2 separate regions of the Zea mays genome follow, and region 1 is linked to region 2. Evidence: chromatin contacts called from public Hi-C data. All regions are on one chromosome and are shown on one strand. The core of a region is the stretch at or near the end of the contact, and the rest is flanking DNA. Distances in the headings are between cores, read along the strand shown.

Region 1 (4,410 bases), core at 1,128-3,627, 200 kb after region 2:
GATCCGCCCTTTTCACCCCCCTCTAGGCGACTTTCAAAATCCCACCCACAAACCTTTCATTGCCAGTATGCTGAGGCTACTACTGATCAAGTACACGAAGAAGATGGGACATGGAAATTCAATTCCCGTGCTGGGGATCTTTCAATGGTTTTACTGCTGTTGAAGTTTCTGTTTTCGTTTTAACAAGAAACTGCAGGTGAACTGAACTGACAGTCTTATTTACCATGCCGCTGCTTTGCACTCTGTTCGCCTGAAGAGAGGTTGCCTCGGTGCTGCCAGCAAGTCCCTGAGACTCCCCAGGTAGATCTCAAGCATGCTCATAGAGAAAGAGTAGGCACATGAGCCGTCCTCCAAAGCGCGAGAGAACAGCTCTTGGATCGCTCGAGGCACGACGCTGAGCTTATTACCGTCAGTTCCTTCCTGCAATGCAACCCACCTATCATCAGAAGCACACGCACCGCGGGAAAAAAAGCCATAGATTTAGCTCGAGTTCTGATGGGCGCAATTCAGGTCAAGGCTTCGTCTACTCAAGGGACGCGATCTCACCTCGCCCGAGCCCAGCCAAGGGCGGGAACAGTAGTCCAGGCGAATTCACGCCTCGCCCGAGGGCCTCCTCAAGCAACGGGCGCGCCCTCAACTCGCCCGAAGCCCAGCTCGGGCAGGCTTCGTTGTGAAGCAACCTTGGCCAAATTGCCTCACCAACCGACCGCATCGCAGGCGCATTCAATGCGAGGATCGCCTGACACCTTATCCTGACACACGCGCCTCAGTCGGCAAGGTCGAAGTGACCGCAGTCACTTTGCCCTTCCACTGACCGACCTGACAGGAAAATAACGTCGCTCGCCCCTCTCCGACTGTTGTGCCACTCGCCAGGGTAAGGTTGACAACTGCTAAGTCTAGCCTCAGGCGCAACAGGAAGCTCTGCCTCGCCCGACCTTGGACCTCGGCCTGAGGAGGAGGTCTCCGCCTCGCCCGACCCCAGGGCTTGGCCTCACCCTCAGCCTCGGAAGATGGCCTCCGCCTCGCCCGACCCCAGGGCTCGGCCCTCACCCTCGGCCTCGGAAGGTGGTCTCCGCCTCGCCCGACCCCAGGGCTCGGCCTCAACCTCGACCTCGGGAGGAATCGCGTCCTCGCCCGACCTCGGCCTCAAGAGGAGTCTCTGCCTCGCCCGACCTTGAGCTCGGACCGACCGCGCCACGGAGGATACATCATTACCCTACCCCTAGCTAGCTCAGGCTACGGGGGAACAAGACCGACGTCCCATCCAGGCTCGCCCCGGTAACAAGTAATGATGGCTCCCCGCGTGCGTCCATGACGACGACGGTTCTCAGCCCCCTACGGAAGCAAGGAGACGTCAGCAAGGTCCCAGCAGCCCCGACAGCTGTGCTTCTACAGGGCTCAAATGCTCCTTCGATGGCCACGACACCGCGTACACAGGGCTCTAGCACCTCTTCGACAGCCACGTTGGCATGTACATAGGGCTCTGGCTCCTCTCTACCGGACACGTTAGCATATTGCTACACCCCTATTGTACACCTGGACCCTCTCCTTGCATCTATAAAAGGAAGGGCCAGGGCCCTCATACAGAAGGGTGGTCGCGCGGGAGCACGGGCTGACGAGCAGACTCGCTCTCTCTCTCCCTCGCGAGCGCTTGTAACCCCTACTGCAAGCGCATCCCCCCCTTGGCGCAGGATAACACAAGCCGCGTTCTTCCCCCTTGTGTTCCATCTCGTGCCAACCCATCTGGGCTGGGACATGCAGCGACAATTTCACTCGTCGGTCCAGGGACCCCCGGGGTCGAAACGCCGACACATGTATTGCTAAAAGTGATATAAAAAAATACTACGGTTGTGTTATGACATTTTGAAACGTAGTATTTCAAAATCATGGTTTTGAAATAGTTTATATCCAAAAGATACCCTAAACATGAACGGCACGACGAGCACCTCCACTAGCTAGCGGCGGCGGGGTGCGCAGGCTCTCTGTCAAGATGTGCAACGACGACGGCACGGCGAGCATCTCCCCTAGCTAGCGACGATTCAAGAAAAAAAAGACAAAAGACAGCTCATACCTCGTAAGTACTCACCACCCGGCCCATCTCATGAGCGACGTACCGCGATCGATGACACGCATTCGGCATGGCAGTGACAACATCGGTGCAGCACATTCATGGCTGCCATATATTGGGTCAATTGTACTGGCTATAGGCTATAGCCAGCCAGTTTGTAACGGCATAATAATAAATAAATAAATAATAAATCTGTGTGCTCGATCGCCTCTGTAAAACCATCTAAGAATTTCTGTGTGCCGCCGCTACAAACCAACCAACCAACCTATGTACAAGCAGTATATAAGAAGGGTACGGTACGGTGCCCATACCATAGCTTCGTCTGTATACCCTATATCTCTATAGCCAACACACACACAAATACTCTCCATTCCATTCCATCTCAAAGGATAGAATAATGGGCGGTCTCTCCACCAAGCTTTTCGTGGTCCTCCTCCTGCTCGTTTGTTACACCGGTACGCCTTCGCCATGATATATAAATATACATGCAAAAAAAACATTGTGTAGATTACACATGTTTGTTTGCGTTTTGCAGGGACGCAAGGCGGGCCGGTGACTATGGTGTCGGCGAGGAAGTGCGAGTCGCAGAGCTTCCGCTTCAAGGGACCTTGCTCGAGGGACGCCAACTGCGCAAACGTCTGCCTGACCGAAGGTTTCACCGGCGGCGTGTGCAAGGGCCTACGCCACCGCTGCTTCTGCACCAGGGACTGCTAGTACTGCCTCGTCTCGCCTCGCCTCGGCTCGTGTCCTGCGTGTGCATAGCCGCAGCGGATCAGTAAAACATGCATGCATGCGTTACCGAATATTTGGCAGTACCAGCAAGTTAATGGATTAAATAATATGTAATGGAACAAAGCCTGTTTTGAACGTGGAACTGCTGAGTGCTAGCAGCGCTCGTGTTTATTGGCATATATGAACTCTATGGCGCGTTTGGACTTTGCCGTGCGAGAAATTTTTTTTACCTGTTTTCTTGTGTTTATCGTAGAAAAAAATAAACCGATACACTACCGAATCCAGCTCTTTGCCGAGTGCTCGGCACTCTGCCGAGAACAATTTATCGAGCACACTGAGGACAACGACTGCTATGCAAGCAGTTCTTCTGTGCAAGCGTGCAAGCAAACCATCTGATTCATTAGATCGTGATCCAACCGTAGGTCATATTTAACACTTAAACCCTTACATCACCAGCTCAATAATCTTTATAAAAAACCCCTAACAAACCATGGTTGTATCTGTGGTTGGATCGTAATCTAATGTATTAGATGGTTTACTTGCACGCTTGCACAGAAGAACTACTTATATAACAGTCGTTGCCCACACTGAGTGCCACTCTCGGCGAACTAAAACACTCGGCTCGGACTAAGTAAGTTTGTCGAGAGGAAAACGCGCGGCATAAACAGGCTCTTGGCAAATAAGCTCCTCTTTGCCGAGTGTCTTCCAGAGCTCTAGGTAAAAAGACTGGCAAAGGGTCTATTGGAGCCACATTCGGTAAAGAGTTTGTCGAATATTTTTCTGTGTTTTGTTGAGTACTTAAAGGGGATCGTAACATGAAACACCTTGGATGTTCTAGCCATTGGAATGGGATAACTTTATTAGGGACACCGTACCATGGCTCCACACGACTAGCATTGTTTTAATAATTCACTGTACGGGGTCCCTACATTGTTTTCATTAAAGAAAAAGGGTACAGGAAGTGTAGGGTACGTGGACTTCGCACAGGGAGTCGAGCTAGTTTGGAAAAATGTTTTACAAGGTTCGCAACCAAAGTCTAATAGAAGCATGTGCATCTATAACATATGGGGAGCATTTCTTTCTTGAACACGTCCTTGCAGCTTTCTATTGCAGGGGGATTCAGATTATCGGTGTTTCGAACCTCACTCCGACAAATAAATTTATTGTGTGTGTTTCGGGCTCCAAAGGATGTGTGCATTGGATGCAAGATTTATATTGATTCGGACAAAACGTCCCTACATTCAGTCATCAACGGCTTACACTACCGGTACCATTCATGATCAAAGCTCGTAGTATGTGTTACAAGCAAGGCGAGAGAGGGAGGAGAGGCTCCTAAGTCTCTTGTTTGAGGTGGAGGTGGTTATAAGGTGTAGTCCTAGTGAAGTCTTGCCTTGGCGATGGGGTTTTGATCTCCTGGTCCATCTCCGTCTCGTTGATCTTCTGAATATTGTCTTCCTTGGGGATCATCCGTCTGTACGGGGACTGGCCTATTCCTTTTATAAGCTAAGGAAGGGGGTCGGCTAGCGGTGTCTTCCTTGGGGAGGAGCCACCTAGTGAAGGTAGTATGGACGGCGCAAACATCGAGAACGCCTGGTCCCAACGAGTATCAT
Region 2 (4,038 bases), core at 975-3,474:
CACTATGGTGCCAACCGGAGAGCACATAGTGGAGCTGGCGGAAGTCACCGTTGTGAACTCGAAGGCTCCAGGGATGTCAAGGTTTTTGATGTATGAGCCTGATCAGGCAGAAACAATGCCCTCCCAAGTCATGGAAGCGAACAGAACTGCTTCCGCGGAACCATACGACCTCTCAAGCTTCCTCAACGTAGAGCTATCTGATCATCCTGATGAGGTCCCTGCGATTCCTGATGCAAGAGAACAATGACATGTTGAGGTGTATATTCATGGTGTAAATGGGCGATAGCGCTGTTGAGCTGATCATAGATTAAGGTGTAGTGTTGTACATAGAAACGTCACATGTCGGCGACGTTTCATTGTTCGCTCATCTTGGGGGCAAGTTTATGTTTTTTTCTTCTTTGGGTGGGTTAAAGATGAGCCAAGCTGACAGATCAATTCAAGGTGTAAGTGGAAATACGCGGTGTAAGCAACTTGTCGTAGATTTGCTGAATTCCTTTTGCCGATGAGGTGGGTCATGGGTGTCGGTTGAACGTGGTTTGTGTACTGATTGTTGTAAAGGTTCACTTATATAACCTGCGAGGTTGCACTGAGATCCAAGTGGTTAACTGTATGATGACTTAATTTCCTTGTTGCTGAAATGGTATACTCATCTTATTTTAGGCCCTAGACCATATTCGCCCAGCATTACAAAAAGAGAGTAGTTAATGAGTAGTACAGCATATGACTATAGGGCGGCCTCCTAAATGAAAAAAAGTACCTTATCATTTGGAACCAGACACCAGTGCACTGGCGTCTGCTTAACACAATTGTACAATCAAAGTAACTCACTCTTTGGCGGCAACAACTACCAGACTACTAGTAGTTCAGGATTATCATCTGAAACAAGCCAACCTAACCGCATCGGCCATCTCCTTAGAAGGATTCATCCCGGCAGCTTTCATCTGATACATGATTCTGGTGGCCTCTCTGTACCGTCCGCCGCGAGCATAGGCCATGGCCAGGGCACTCCAGCACGCGGCGTCAGGCTTGCCACCGATCGTCTCAAACGCCCTGGTGGCGTCCGCCAGCTGCCCTTGCTTCGCGTACATGTGTATGAGCCCGGAGCCAACGAACTGGTTCGTGTCCACGCCGCGCTTGATGGCGTCGGCGTGCACCTGCTGCCCGCAGCAGCACCCTGGGTCCTGTGACTCTGCGAACACCGCGAGGATGCTCGACAGGGAGAAGCTGCTCCTTGGAACGCCCGAGGACGCCATGTCCCTGAAGACATCCACAGCCTCGCTCAGTAGGCTTTCACGGTGGCAGGATGTGATCAGGCTCGTCCAGGCCGCCTCAGGGACTGGTTCCTGACAGTGGTGCTGCATCGTCGTCGCGAGAACTCGCCGCGCGCTTCTGTGAAAACCGCCTCCATCGCAGTACAGCTGCACTAGCGAGCTGCCAATGTCACCGTGGATCCTGCCTTTCTTGACGACGAGAGCGTGTACCTGCTCACCGAGACGTAGCTCGCCTGCACGGGTACATGACCGCAGCACGGCCACGATGGCATGGGAGTAGCAATCGCCGTCCAGGACCGGCGTTCCATGGCACATGTGGGCGAACAGACGCATCGCTTCATGGTGGAGGCAGCCATCCGAGTAGGCGGACACCATGGTCGCCCACGCCATGCCGTTAGTGGTGGGCATTCCGTCGAATACCCGGCGGGCAGCTTCGATGTCCCCACACGCGGCGTAAGAAAGCAGGAGACGGTTGGCGACCGGCGACGGGAGTCCATCGGAGGCGCGACGGGCGGTTATGTGCGCGTGCACGGAGGCCACCTCTGCTGCGTCGGCGCACTCCCTGAGAAGGGATATGTAGATGTCCTCGTCGGGCGGGATGCCCAGCGCGTCCATCAGGCGGAGCACGTCGCCGGCGCCGGACGAGGGCGGATGTGAGTCCGTAGCTTCCGGCGGTGGTTTCTTGGTGCAATCCTTGCCGCTAGTGGTGTCAGTCGCGGTGTTGGTGGGGACGGGGAGCTTCGGACGCGAGAGGAGAGGCGGCGGCGGTTTGGCCGGTTTGTTTAGGGCCGGCAACCGTGCTTTACTGGTGGCCATGGCCGGGGTGGTGGCGTTCGCGGAGAGCTGCCGGCAGCGACGGGTAAGGCGGGGAGTCGCGGTGGTGGCGCAGAGCGGTTTCGCGACGGAGCAGCGCGCCATGTGCGAGGTTGGCTGAACCCGAGGCACCACCCGAGCGAAGGTTCGGCTTGTCCAAGAGAGGATTTGTCGAGATATTTAGGGGGTGTGTTTATGGCTTTATCGACTTATCGTGAAGGTGCGGTGTATAATATAAATTTAAATATTTTTATTAATATTTTTAATCTAGATAAGAAACAAAATGATTTATCTAAATGTTAATTTTAACTTTATGATTTTTTGAAGCTTATAATGATATGCTTCATCATATTCACACCAAATTTTGTGAAGCTGAAGTAGTCTCAAACATGGCCTTAACTATTTAGTTCCATAGGCTATCTCTACGTGTGCTAAACAGTATAATTTAGTGTTTGGTTACATGTGACTATAATTTAGTCACTACCGAGTCTCTAAATTATTAAATATGAGAACTAAAAGGGAATAAATCAGATTTCCTCCTCTCTGTTAGTTCTATTTTAATAATTTAGGGACTAAAAAAGACTGAAGTTTAGTCTCATGGAATCAAACATACTTCGTAACTAATTTACATTTTTATCATTTTTGCTAAAACTGGGTGCACGAGAGGTAGGTAGCTGATGTGGTGGTAGATAGCCTAAAAAGGTTGGAACTAGCCTAATATGGCGCACCAATGTGAAAACCTACCATATCCTAGATGTGTAGGCACACAAAAAGTCTATTTTGCCCCTACCATCTTCCACTTAGGGTCTTTTTGGTTTAGCTGTAGATTTCTGAAAATCTGATTCTAGCTTTGAGTTGTAAGAAAGTTGTTGCGAGTTCATGGTTATGAAGAAACTAAAATATGTTTGGTTAAAATAAATAGCAACTATAGATTCTGTTAGAGCATGATAGATTGATAACATAGATAATAGGAATACAAAAAATATGGAGTAGGAGGTGATTTTGAATTGAACTAGAGGAATATATAGATTTTTAGGAATCTATTACGATGTTTTACTCGTTTGGTTGGGATTTTAGATTTTTGGCAGCGAATATGGTTTAGAAAGCTAAACAAAACACACCCTTAACGTATGCCATCTTCCCCTGTCTTTCCAAACAATTCTCGTGTTGTCACTCCCCCTCTCCTTTCTTCCCTATGGTAGGATTTTGGATGTAAGTCAAACTCGTAGTCAATACAATGTTGCTCCTTGCCCCAATGGTATGTTTCTAGAGAAAATTCCTTCAATGCCATCCAAACTTATACCAATCTCTTCAATGCCATCAGATTTAATAGCTTCCCTTCAATGCCATCAAATTTAAATTCTAATCCCTTAAATGCCATTGCCGTTAGTTTCAAGTTAACGCCGTTAGTTATATTTAAAGCAAATCCCTCCAATGCCATCAAAATCTATACGGATCCCTTCAATGCCACTAGAAATTGGTTCGATCTATTTGGTTTTAAAATTTTCAAAATAGAAAATTTTTTGAACCTAAAAGTTTTGAAATGCAAATATATCACATTGATTTTAAAATTTATCTCCATCTGTTATCATTAGTGTTTGTTGTTAGTTTGAAAAAAATATTAGGAATCAAATAGACCGAACAGATATAGCGGAGTAATTTTTGGTGTTTACAAAAAAATGTACTAAAGTTTTTAAAAAGTGTGGAATTGGTCCATATTTTTTTTATTCTAGAATATTTAAAATCCAAATAGATCAAACCAATTTCTAGTGGCATTGAAAGGATTGATATAGATTTTGATGGCATTGGAGAGATTTGCTTTAAATAGAACTAACAGCGTTAACTTGAAACTAACGGCAATGGCATTTAAGGGATTAGAATTTAAATTTGATGGCATTGAAGGGAAGCTATAAAATCTGATGGCATTGAAGGGATTAGTATAAGTTTGGATGGC

Evidence for each region. A called contact is a pair of places that touch in the nucleus more often than the background predicts.
Region 1: a Hi-C map of endosperm shows a contact between it and region 2, with 3 times the contacts expected there. The contact joins the promoter of LOC100281766 here to the promoter of LOC100192712 in region 2. A contact is called at or near these places in 2 of 25 Hi-C or Micro-C datasets (ear and endosperm).

What each region holds. Positions count from the first base shown.
Region 1 is chr7:25,044,504-25,048,913 of Zm-B73-REFERENCE-NAM-5.0, forward strand. LOC100281766 reads left to right here and starts at 2,378. Exons shown (of 2, transcript NM_001159453.2): 1 at 2,378-2,523; 2 at 2,604-3,006. The coding sequence starts at 2,466. The coding sequence ends at 2,782.
Region 2 is chr7:24,848,427-24,852,464 of Zm-B73-REFERENCE-NAM-5.0, forward strand. LOC100192712 (Pentatricopeptide repeat-containing protein) reads right to left here and starts at 2,225. Exons shown (of 1, transcript NM_001137914.1): 1 at 659-2,225. The coding sequence starts at 2,189. The coding sequence ends at 873. LOC100273640 (Protein LAZ1) reads left to right here. Exons shown (of 6, transcript NM_001148056.3): 6 at 1-619. The coding sequence ends at 247.